2 separate regions of the Canis lupus genome follow, and region 1 is linked to region 2. The links are chromatin contacts, called in public Hi-C maps. All regions are on one chromosome and are shown on one strand. The core of a region is the stretch at or near the end of the contact, and the rest is flanking DNA. Distances in the headings are between cores, read along the strand shown. Region 1 has its middle 120 kb from the start of PRL. Region 2 holds the start of SOX4 (transcription factor SOX-4).

Region 1 (5,888 bases), core at 391-2,890, 470 kb after region 2:
GCTCCAGGGCTGCATCGCTGTGGGCACAGCAAGCTTCCCCGGTTACCTGAGCTGCTCCTGCGGCGTCCCCCGCCTGGGCTTGGCCGAAGCGGGAGCGGCGGTCGGCGCCGTGCAGAAGAAGCACCTGCTCTGGAGCTCTGACCGGGGCCCCTCGCAGCTGGAAGAGAGGGTGAAGCTGCAGAAGACCCAGGGTGGGACGGATAGAGAGGACGCCAAGGACCGGGGCCGGGGAGTTAGGAATACATCCTGTGCCCGGCGGTCCTCTGCAGGGCAAGGGCAGCAACAGCCCCTGCCGTAGGCACCCAGCTCGGGCTGCTCCCAGGGATGAGTCTGGGGGGGGAGAGAGAACCAAGCCAAGATGTGGTGGCATTTTACCTGAGTGGAGCTGAAGATGGATGAACCAGGTATCTGCTGTGTCTGCCTGGCGAGGCAGACTTGGAGAGAGGCAGAGTGAGGGGAGCGCATGAAAAGCAAGAGGAGGTGCCGAATGCCGCTTGATTGTCTGCCGCTTGGTCTGCATTCCCATTCTAGGGAGGATGGCATAATTTATAACCCAGTACATGGATGGAGGAACTGTAAATTGTAGTCTGGATGTCCCCGGGGCTGTCAAGGAAGAAACTGATGGGCTAGGTGACTGTACCATGTCCCCAGAGAAAAGAGCAGCCTTGCAGCATGGATTTAAATGCATGTGCGTGCATGTAGAGACATGAAAAGAAAGATTTCTGACCATTTTACACAGGAAGTCTGTCACTTTGCTGGATCGGGCTTGATTGCAGCTTGTATTTTCAGCTTCAGCTCAACACCCATTTCCTGACTAGCTAGAGAGCATGGCCAAAGCAGCTGCATGCAGAATTTTCTTGTTAATGTGAAAGCAAGACCCCTCAGCTTTAACTCCTTGAAGTTCTGAGTGCTCTGTGCTTTGCTAGGACTGATTGTGGAGTTTTGTTTTCTTCTTCTTCTACAAATCCCTGTAAACACAGCTGTATTCAGTATGGTGAAGAATTCTATCCTGTAAATAGAAATCTGATCAATTTAATCAAAATAAATGTATCCCAGATGACTTTGAGACCAGCTGGCTACCACAGGCTTCAGATGCTAAGTGTTCAATAGAGACGAATGCAGTGTTATATTTACGTGTTGCAGAATTCCAGTTTAGCTTTTAACTTAAAATCCTCGTGTAAGGAAGAGAAGTGGTCGTGCCAGCTCTGAGCTAGGAATGGGTGTAGGCACAGGTGCAGGATGCTGTTCCTGAGGCTTGGGGGGGCGGTGGCGTGGTGTTGCATTTGGGAGGGCGGGCGCGTGACCTGCGGCAAAGCGTGGCCAGAGTCAGCACAGGGAAAGCGCGCATCTAACTTACTGTGTAGGGAGGCGGGTGCCCTCGGAACAGCCTCTGCTGAGGTTGGGGGAGGCGCTGGAGGCTGGTTTTGGACTCAGATGAGTGAGCTATGGTGATCCAACCCCAGCTCCGTGGAGTCAGCTCAGACCTGGGGAGGAGGAGCTTCTGACAACTGTTGTCATGGGGAAGCTCTTCTGAGACGCCTGTCTGGCCCTTCCACTGTTTGTTACTATTTCTACAAAGGCAGCTCTGTGTGTTGGATTATGTTTGGCCAGCTGTTGATGCATTCCTGCGGGCGGGGGTGGGTAGGGATCTCATTACTGTACTTCCAAACTGTAGATCTGAGTGCATGGAGCGTGGGGAGGCAATGGAAAGAAAGCAGGCTGGGGGATCTGATCGCTCTTACCGCTTTCTCGAGATAGTCCACGAGTGAATCCAGAACAGCTTACCGTGGAGAGAAGGGGAGAGGGAATAACGGGGCAGAAGGAGGCAGCGGGGAGGAGGAGGGTGTCCAATGAGACTGAGCAAGCACATAAGAGAGAACAGACTTAGAACTTCAAAGCTGCATAGACAAGCAGAATGTCAGCAGCTTGTAATTAGCGGCTCATGGTTGCGTCAGTGACTGGATCTCTCCAAGAATAACTATGTGATGTGTGCCACAAAGTGAAGAAGATAGTCATAACTAAGTTATCAAACCCGGTTCAAACAAGGGCAAATGGATTAAGGAATTGTCTCTGTTTGTAAATCAAATACTGATGGATTCTGCGTTTAAGACTTGGTGAATTCTGCATAATTGAAGGCTGAATTCTCAATTTGTCAGGGGGTGTATGCTCCTGAAATGAGATTACGAACCCTGAAAAAAGTCAGAAGGACCGTGCAAACAGAGCACAGGCGTGGGGCCCGTAGGTTCGGAGCAGTTGCCCCAAACAGGGCTGTGGGTCCTACTCCTGCACCCTGCGCCTACTTTTGGTTTGCTCATTTTTGTGCAATTGAATGGAGAGGAGTCAAAAGTTGCATTCCACGACGTGTGGTCAGTTACCTTCCCAAATTCCCACTGGAGGACTCACAGTCGGCTGTGGGGTTCTGATTTGGGTTGCTAGCCCCGGTTTCAGCCTGGTGGGAGCCTTGGCTGTCTTGCAGGCAAACAGCCGTCTCTTAGTAAGCCCCGTGGGAAGTCAGGGCACCACGGTGGCTGAAAGGACTTGAAGGCCACGTTCACTTCCCTTACCCCCTCCCACCCCCCTCCTACTCCCTCTCCCGCGCCTGGAGATTTGGGGTGGAGTAGGAGCCCCCACAAAGACATGGTGGGAAGAGCTGATTGGTCGGCGGGCTGGGGATGTTTACTCTTGTTTTCTTCGGTGCTTCTCCACAGCATTCATTTAGTATTTGTATTTGTGTTCACGCCACACAATTACTCCTGACCTGCTTTGTTTCTCTGCCCGGAGAGAAGTCAATTTTAGTTCAGCTCTGTGCATTTGGCTTCCTGGGTAATGTGCGCATTTGTATTGCGTTACCCGCATATGCATTTCCCTTTTTAATATGAATTAGGGAAAATTGTAGGCAGGGAAAGCTGTGTATATTAAATCAATAGCTTTTTGAATCACATGTAATATAATTTAAATATACTTACTTTGGGGTTGCCAACGCTGACATTGTCTGAGCCCTTTTAATTTACATCTTCCATTTAGTCAAGAAGCGGAACCCGCCAGATCAGAATAGTGTATTCTGTGCACCCAACAGGGTGGAAGACATTATTTTGTTTGTGTTAGTTCCAACAGCTGGTCATTAATGCGGTCCCCATTTCTAGAGTGAAGTGCTAGTGAACATGAATGCCTGCCTGATTAATGCTGTCCCTCTGAGGGTCCTTCACCCAGCAGCCACGCTCACAGCAGAATAATGTAGCATGATGTGATTGCACTCTAACAGGGTAGTATGTCATTGTGTCACCAAGCAATTGAGGTTATTACGGGGCAGGGCAGACAGACGGGACAGTGGGGTTACTAGACCGTAGCATTTTTAGAAATACAGGCCTGACCTACTTAGAGTTATTCTCTCTGGCTGGCAGCTGCATGGTACATAAAGTCTCCTGATAGGCTGAGGCTGTTGCTAGGGGGAATTAGCATGATTTTTTTTTTTTCCACACACAGACTCAGTGACTGAATGATAAAAGCTGACTGGAATTAAAGAGATTTGGTTCAGTATTATACAGATTTATCTGCCTCGTTTTTCTTTCTCAAGTGCAGAGAAAGGGTGCAAAATACAGATTTTTGTTTCCATTTGTTCTTTGACCTTCACGTTCTCCCCTCCAAGAGGCAGGAGGGGAGGAGAGAACAGGGCAGTTATGAAATTTGGTTAATCTCTTATTGGTGGGGTCATTGAAACGATGTTACAAATTGCAAGATATTTAAGCTTAAAGTCTGCTGAGAATGACCAACAGAAGGTTGGATTATTTTTTCTCTTCTGTGTACTAAGCTGTTTTGAAGTTGGGCATGCATCTTTCATGCACTGTATATTTAAACTCTTTCCCTTTTGGGCTGGAACAAAACATTTATATAAATTCTTTTCTATCCAAACAGATTGAAGCTTGCAATCTCTGGCTTGTTTAAAATAAGATAGTAAGGATTCCAGATTTAGATGGGGGGGGGGATATATATATCTATATACATGTATGCCCTTTTTTTATTACAATTTTTTTTTTCTGGGCTATTTTGGGTTTGGCTCATTTTTCAAAAGCCGGCCTGATGTTTATGCTCTTGGATAAAACTTAACTGCTCCCACCCCACCCCCTCGGCTTCACAACATACAGAAAGACCTAGGTTTTTTCCCCAGAAAAAATATTATCTGCAGAATTTATCTGGAGATTGTTTTTCCTTGTTGCTGACATAAGCACTGCATGTAGAGAGCTCACATAATCAATTTTATAAGATGACCCGTTTTTTTCCTTTCCCACTCGGGCATTCTCCAAGTGTCTGTGTGCTTGTGATTTTTAATAGATCTTTTAAGGTAAACTGAAAGTCCATCAGGAGAAAGAGAAAAGCAATGAATGTCTAATCAAGAATACTTTGATTTTTCTTGTTCTTAATTATACACTATCTGGGCTTAAATGGTAGTGTCCCTCTGTAAACTTTTACTGCTGAAAGTAATTATTATCCTGCCTTTTTGATTTGAAATTAATTTTTTGTAAGCACATGCTGTGATATCACAAGTAAACAAGAAGTTTGGCTACATAAGGGAGAGGAATAGTGTAGATTCTTAGGAACTTGGACCACTGGATTCCTTGGCCACATGAAAAAGATGAAGAAATGTAGGAGTGGATTTTTTTCGTTTAGGTTTTTAGGAATATTCAGAATGATTTAGATACATGTGTTTTTAAACCGTGGTTTCCACTTATACCAGAGGCCACAGTCAAAACAACAACAAAAATATGCTCTAATAGTGTCAGAGTCAAGAAATCCATCAATCTTCTTCGTTTTTAAGCCCAGCAGTATTTACATTTCAGCATATAAATCAAGCTAAAATTTACCTTATCAAGCTAAAATACGGTATATTTTCTGATGACTGATATTTCATACCCTTACTAACTTTGAGAATCCCCCAAATAACATTTATTTGTAAAGGTTTTCAACCACACTAACAATGTTTCTTAACTGAAAAGAGTATCCATTAATATTTGTTAAATAAAAGATTACCTTTGTGCTGCTCTTTCCAAAATGAAGGAATTTCATTTATTTTAGTGGGCATTTGAATTCTTCTGTGCTACTTTCCTTGCTTCGGTCAATGGACAGTCATTTAAGTTCAAAGTTACAGAAATAAAGTGCCATTTTAAAATCACTTAATAAGGGAAAAATGTTAGCATAAGTTCATTCATATTTGTTAAGGACAGATGCCTAATTTGTATGTTAAGTACAGCCTGTGTCCAGGTACCCAATCAGATCAAGTATTTATTGTTTGATTAATAATAAATTGATAACATTGAAATCGTCCAGCGTGAATCTTATTTGGTTGGTTAGGTTGTTAAGAATTTTTCATTGCTGTGGCTTTCCTCTGTTACGAGAGAGGTAAATATCAGGTGGGTCAAAGCAAAAGACAAGGCTATTTCAAGTGTTATTTTTGCTGCCTTAGCTATGGTCAAGCTTAATTTCTATTGTCAAGCTGAACTTTTATAATGTATGTCCATAGTATTAGCTTCACCTGCTGCCATTGATCAAAAAGCCAAAGGAACAATCACACTCAATGATTTTGTCAATCACTTATTCATTAGGTAAGTATTTACTTTCTGCTCACCTATGAGGCTAGCTTCTCCACTTTGTATAAGTTTCAATATTTGGGACCTGTGAGTTTGGGGGATGTTGTTGGGCGCAGTGAAAAAGGAACATAGCAGTTGGTCATTGTGGGGCACCAAATACAGTTAGAACTCATTTCCTTTACTGAGTTCTAACACCTAACATAATGTAATCTTTATAATCTGGGGCAGCGCTGGGGATGACGGTACTGGGTGCCTGGAAATGATCAGTTTTCCTCATGTCATGAACAGGCTCCGTCTCTTCTGAAC
Region 2 (6,051 bases), core at 942-3,441:
TATAAATAATAGGCCTCTTTGAGTAATTTTTGATGTCAGAGTATAACATTTAGGGTTGTTCAGGTGTTTTGGTGTGCATACCAAAGAAAATAAAACACATGATGACACACCCAACTTTGTTACATGCAAAAAAAAAAGATGCCTGTAGGTTTTTGTTTGTTTCAGATTTGTTCCCCCTTCTAAAAGAAAAAGTATATAACTTGGGTAGCTAATGGTCAAAGATTACTTGCTTTTACTCACAACATTCTTGCTTGTGATTGATCCTTACAGATCCAGTCAGATGTCTCCAAAGAGTGTTCTTTCCAGTAAAATTCTAAATCTGACAACCTGGGCCTCTGGCCAGCCTACATACTTTAAAAGTTTGACAAGATAAATAGAAATCTGCTGCCTAGCACTAGTTTGATCTGAATCAAAAGCTTACTTAATTATGTTGGGTTGGCCCTACCTAACCACCACCTATCCCTGGCCTATAGAAAAACAGTTTATTATTACGGCATTAAAAAAGACGAATTTTTACCAAAACTCTAATTTTCACACTTTGGAATGGAGGTAATTTTTGTGGCCAAATAAACATGTATCTGATTACCTATGTACCTGTTCTCTGCCAGAATCTCCACAACACTCTTGACAAAGTTCCTTTCGTTTAAAATCATTAAGACCACAGGATTGCCACTGTCGTCCTTGGACAGTTCACATCATGTGATTCGTGATTACTTTTGAAATGGCTCAGTCAGTAGAGCGAGCTACTCTTGATCTCAGGGTCCTGAGTTCAAGCCCCACCACAGTGGGCATGGAGCCTATTGAAAAAAAAGAAAAAAAAATTCAGTGACCATCCCCAACTTTGATCTCTTGGACGACAACATGCTGCTACTACTAGAAGGAGTGTCTCTGGCATTTGAATTACCAACAGAGGGATAAGAGCATTCACTGAGGGCTTATTATGCATCAAACTCCTGGAACCCTCAAGACAACCCTATATAAGGTAGCTCCTAGTGTTCCCATATCACAGATGAGGAAAACTGAGACTTAACCATCTCTACAGAGTACAAAAACAGTAGGAGGGACTGACATCCAGGTCTAATATAAATCCAAGGGCTCCAGTGTCTTCTGCTACCAGTTACACCATGTCCTTTCCCTTAGCTCAATTTGATTCAAGTAACATATAAGTAACATCGGAGGAATACATAGGAGAAAATATACGGAAAATAAAGGGAAAGTAAGAAGGGTTGAGGGGTGGGGAGAAAGTGCAGCACTTTAATTTTGACAAATACGGGAAACGAGTATTTGGAAAGTAGAAAAACGATCCCGATCCTTTACTCGTGGACATTACCGTCCTATACAAAAACCCTGTGGAAATTCTCCCCTTGAGTTAAGTATGGAATACTGCATAATGTGTTCCAACGGAAAGCTCCCCTGTTTGGGCTACCCAGGATTTATAGGGGAGTTTAAATCATTAAGTAACCATAGTTAACCCCTGCTTGGTTAAGAGAGCAAGCAATTACTGCAAAAAATTCCTCTTCTCTGCCTTCCACAAACAGCACACACACAAAAAAATTGCTCTGAAGGGATCTACACAATACATCAACATCTGTGCTGTACCTAGAGCTGTTAAAATAATTGTGATGACAGGTGTCTAGGTACCACTTTCTTAATGGTTTTCAATATCCATTGATTTATTGTTGTGGCTTTCCTTCCCCCCTTTTACATCCTTGGCTTTATGAAGGATCCGAGGAACAGATTTTGCACTAGAGGCTGATTCTTTATTCCAGTACTGAAAAGAACTAATAAAAATAATCACTTGGCTTTTAAGCAGAAAGCTTCCATTTACAGTATTTCACCCTTACCCCCCTCCCCACTTCCAAGCCCCTTGTTATCTAACATAATGGTTAGAATACATTTCCGTCTCTCCCCTTAATAATTTCATGCATTAACATCCTCTTTACACACCGCACACACACACACGCACACACACGCACGCACACACACACACACAGAGCAAAAGGAAAAAAAGGCAGCAGAAATCTCAGCTGTACTTCTAGCCCTTTTAAAAAGTTTGCTCTCTAAATTGGAATGAGGTCAGATTTGGAGCTTCTCATTGCACGCGGAGATTATTATTGCATCGGGTTCCAAGCCAATGGGAAGGCCGGGGGCGGGGCTTGGCACGAGGAAGCGTTAGTTACAGCGGCTGATTGGCCGTGGCCAAGACTGTGAAAGGATAAAGAGGCGCGAGGCGGAATTGGGGTCTGCTCTAAGCTGCAGCAAGAGAAACTGTGTGAGGGGAAGAGGCCTGCTTCGCTCCCGGGTCTCTAGTTCTTGCACGCTCTTTAAGAGTCTGCATTAGAGGAACTCTGCCATCACCAGCTCCCTTCTTGCAGAAGGGAGGGGGGAACATACATTTATTCATGCCAGTCTGTTGCACGAAGGCTTTTTGGCTTCCTACCTTGCAACAAAATAATTGCACAAACTCCTTAGCGCCGATTCCGCCCACAGAGAGTCCTGGAGCCAGAGTCTTTTTTGATTTGCATTGTAGGGAAGGGACTAAGTGATAGAGACTATGTCGCTTTCCTGAGCTCCCGAGAGCGCTCGTGAACTGGAACCAACTGCTTCAGGGGAAGAGAGAGAGAGAGAGAGAGAAAGAGAGAGAGAGAGAGAGAGGGAAAAAAAAAAAAAAAAAAAGACTTGCCTGGGAGGCGGCGAGAAACTTGCATTGGAAGCTTCGGCAGCCAGCGTTCAAGAAACTCCTCCACTTAGCACGGTCTCCAGACTCGGAGCCGAGGGACGGCGCAAACTGCGGCGCGGTGAGAGCGAGAGAGCGAGAGCGAGAGCGAGCAGCAGAGGGAGGGAGAGCAGAGCCTCTCCAGCCTGGGAACTATAACTCCTCTGCAGGAGGCAGCGCGCTCCTTCCCCGCATCTCCTGGGGACACTTCTCCCCGCGCCCGGCGCCGGCCCGGCCAGGAGCGGAGGGGCCCGCACGGCCGCCGCGCGCGTCCTCCCGCTCGGCGTGTGCTGCGCCCGGGGAGCCGGGAGGGCCCGGCGATCGCGCCGCGGCCGCCGCGAGGGTGTGAGCGCGCGTGGGCGCCCGCCGAGCCGGGGCCATGGTGCAGCAAACCAACAACGCCGAGAACACGGAAGCGCTGCTGGCCGGCGAGAGCTCGGACTCGGGCGCCGGCCTGGAGCTGGGCATCGCGTCCTCCCCCACGCCCGGCTCCACCGCCTCCACGGGCGGCAAGGCCGACGACCCGAGCTGGTGCAAGACGCCGAGCGGCCACATCAAGCGGCCCATGAACGCCTTCATGGTGTGGTCGCAGATCGAGCGGCGCAAGATCATGGAGCAGTCGCCCGACATGCACAACGCCGAGATCTCCAAGCGGCTGGGCAAGCGCTGGAAGCTGCTCAAGGACAGCGACAAGATCCCGTTCATCCGGGAGGCGGAGCGGCTGCGCCTCAAGCACATGGCTGACTACCCCGACTACAAGTACCGGCCGAGGAAGAAGGTGAAGTCCGGCAACGCCAACGCGGGCGCGGGCGCGGCGGCCGCCGCCGCCTCCAAGCCCGGGGAGAAGGGCGACAAGGTCGGGGGCGGCGGCGGCGGCGGCAGCGGCGGCGGCGGCGGCGCGGGGGGAGGAGGCGGCGGCGCGAGCGGCGGCGGCGCCAACTCCAAACCCGCGCAGAAAAAGAGCTGCGGCTCCAAGGCGGCGGGCGGCGCGGGCGGCGGGGGCGGCAAGCCGCACGCCAAGCTCGTCCTGGCGGGCGGGAAGGCGGCGGCCGCGGGCGCCGCGGCGTCCTCGTCGTTCGCGGCCGAGCAGCAGGCGGGGGCCGCGGCCCTGCTGCCCCTGGGCGCCGCCGCCGCCGACCACCACTCGCTGTACAAGGCGCGGACTCCCAGCGCGGCGGCCGCGGCCTCGGCCTCCACCTCCGCCGCCGCCGCCGCCGCCCCGGCCGGCCTCGCGGCGCCCGGCAAGCACCTGGCCGACAAGAAGGTGAAGCGCGTGTACCTGTTCGGCGGCCTGGGCGCCGCGTCCCCGTCGCCCGTGGGCGGCGTGGGCGCGGGCGCGGGCGCGGGAGCGGGCGCGGGCGCCGACCCCAGCGACCCCCTGGGCCTGTACGAGGAGGGGGCCGCGGGCTGCTCGCCCGACGCGCCGAGCCTGAGCGGCCGCAGCAGCGCCGCCTCCTCGCCCGCCGCCGGCCGCTCGCCCGCCGACCACCGCAGCTACGCCAGCCTGCGCGCCGCCTCGCCCGCCCCGTCCAGCGCGCCCTCGCACGCGTCCTCGTCCCACTCGTCCTCGTCCTCGTCCTCGGGCTCCTCGTCCTCCGACGACGAGTTCGAAGACGACCTGCTCGACCTGAACCCCAGCTCGAACTTTGAGAGCATGTCCCTGGGCAGTTTCAGCTCGTCGTCGGCGCTGGACCGGGACCTGGACTTTAACTTCGAGCCCGGCTCCGGCTCGCACTTCGAGTTCCCGGACTACTGCACGCCCGAGGTGAGCGAGATGATCTCGGGAGACTGGCTCGAGTCCAGCATCTCCAACCTGGTCTTCACCTACTGACGGGCGCGCGCGCGCGGGCCGGGGGCCGGGGGCCGCGGGCCGGGGGGCGGGGGGCGGGCGAGGAGGAGGAAGGAGGAGAAAAATTAAGAAGAGCGCGAGAGAAGTGGACACAGGACGAGTTGGAAGAGAAAAAGGGAACGGGAAAAAATTAAAAAGGAAAAGGAAAAAAAAAAAAAAAGAGAGAGAGAGAAAAGTGAGCAGGGCCGGCGCGGCCGCCCGAGAGCGGAGCGCGGCGGCGTTTCGGGGACCCGCGCTCCCATCCCCCACCCGCCCGGCCGCCGGGGCGCGGGGGGAGGGGGGCGACCTTTTATTGTTGTTCGTGATGTCGTTGTTGATGGCAAAAAAGCTACTCGGAGTTTCCTCCCCTTGGCCCGAAGAGACCCCCCCCCCCGCCCCCCCGACTCCCCACTTCCAGCGACCTTCCGGACTTGTCTGCTGCACCCCCAGCAAGAAGCCGACTCGGTCGTCCTTTTTTTTTCTAGAGACTGAAGGAATCTCGCCCCTTTCTCATCGCCCCCAGTCCCCCACCCCCCACTTTGCTGTTTTTTTATTTTATCTCATTTCTTGGCCAAGAGAGGAGGGAAAAAAAAAAAAAAGAAAAGAAAAGAAAAGAGCCCCAGCGCGCCCCCGCCTGCCCCCCCCCCTCCCCGTGAAGAAGACCCGAGGCTCCGGGCGTGGAGTTGGACCCGCGGCGGATACGGGGCGGGGGGGGGGGGGGTCCGCGCGGGCCGGAGCGCCGGGCCCGAGACTCCACGCTGGCGGGTTCCCGTTTTGGTTTTTTTTTTTTTTTTTTCTTTTTTTGCTCCTGTTTCCCTTTCTTTTTTTTTCTCCCCCCCTCTTTCTTTCCTCCTTCCTTTTTTGATTTTTCCTTGCCCCCGCCCGCAGCCGGAGGAGGAGGAGGAGGAGGAGGAGGAGGAGATGCGGGGCGCCCGGAGAGCCCCCGGCGGGGAGCCCGGCGAGGGGCGCGCGCGGGCGGGGCGGGGCGCAGGGGGCAGGGCGGGGGGCGGCGGAGGAACTGGGACGGATTTGCACGTTCTGGGGCAGGTGGCGCGTCCCGCCGGCCCCCGCCCCGCCCCGCCCCGGCCCGGCCCGGCCCGCCCCGCGCGTCCCCGACATCCGAGCGGTGGGACGCGGCCCGCGGGGGCGCAGAAGCGCGGACTGGGCTGTGGCCGCGGCGCCCGGGGGCGGGTCGGGCCGGGTCGGGCCGGGCCGGGCCGGGCCGGGGCGGGGAGAGAGGTTTCGGGCGGTGGGGGGGGAAAAAAGAGGTTTTTTTTCTTCTCTTAAAATCGGAATCGTGATGGTGTTGGATTATTTCACTGGTGGGGTTAATATAGCATGTTATCCTGTCTATCTTTTAAAGATTTCTGTATAAGACTGTTGAGCAGTTTTTAAAATAGTGTAGGATAATATAAAAAAGCAGATAGATGGCGCTATGTTTGATTCCTACAACAAAATTATCACCAGCTTTTTTTCATTCTTAACTCTTTAAAGGATTCAAACGCAA

The links. Hi-C and Micro-C count contacts between places; a contact is called where the count stands out from the background.
Region 1: a Hi-C map of skin fibroblasts shows a contact between it and region 2, with 5 times the contacts expected there. The contact joins the enhancer-like site here to the promoter of SOX4 in region 2. A contact is called at or near these places in 2 of 9 Hi-C or Micro-C datasets (amygdala and skin fibroblasts).

Annotation. Positions count from the first base shown.
Region 1 is chr35:21,959,746-21,965,633 of UU_Cfam_GSD_1.0, forward strand. No RefSeq gene overlaps it. Among named protein-coding and RNA genes, the nearest start is that of PRL, 120 kb to the right of the region's middle. Within about 2 kb of position 1,641, at least 9 of the 20 cell types and tissues checked have an H3K27ac peak or open chromatin away from gene starts, as enhancers often do.
Region 2 is chr35:21,492,596-21,498,646 of UU_Cfam_GSD_1.0, forward strand. It overlaps SOX4 (transcription factor SOX-4), which reads left to right and starts at 2,192. Exons shown (of 1, transcript XM_038584267.1): 1 at 2,192-4,765. The coding sequence starts at 3,096. The coding sequence ends at 4,547.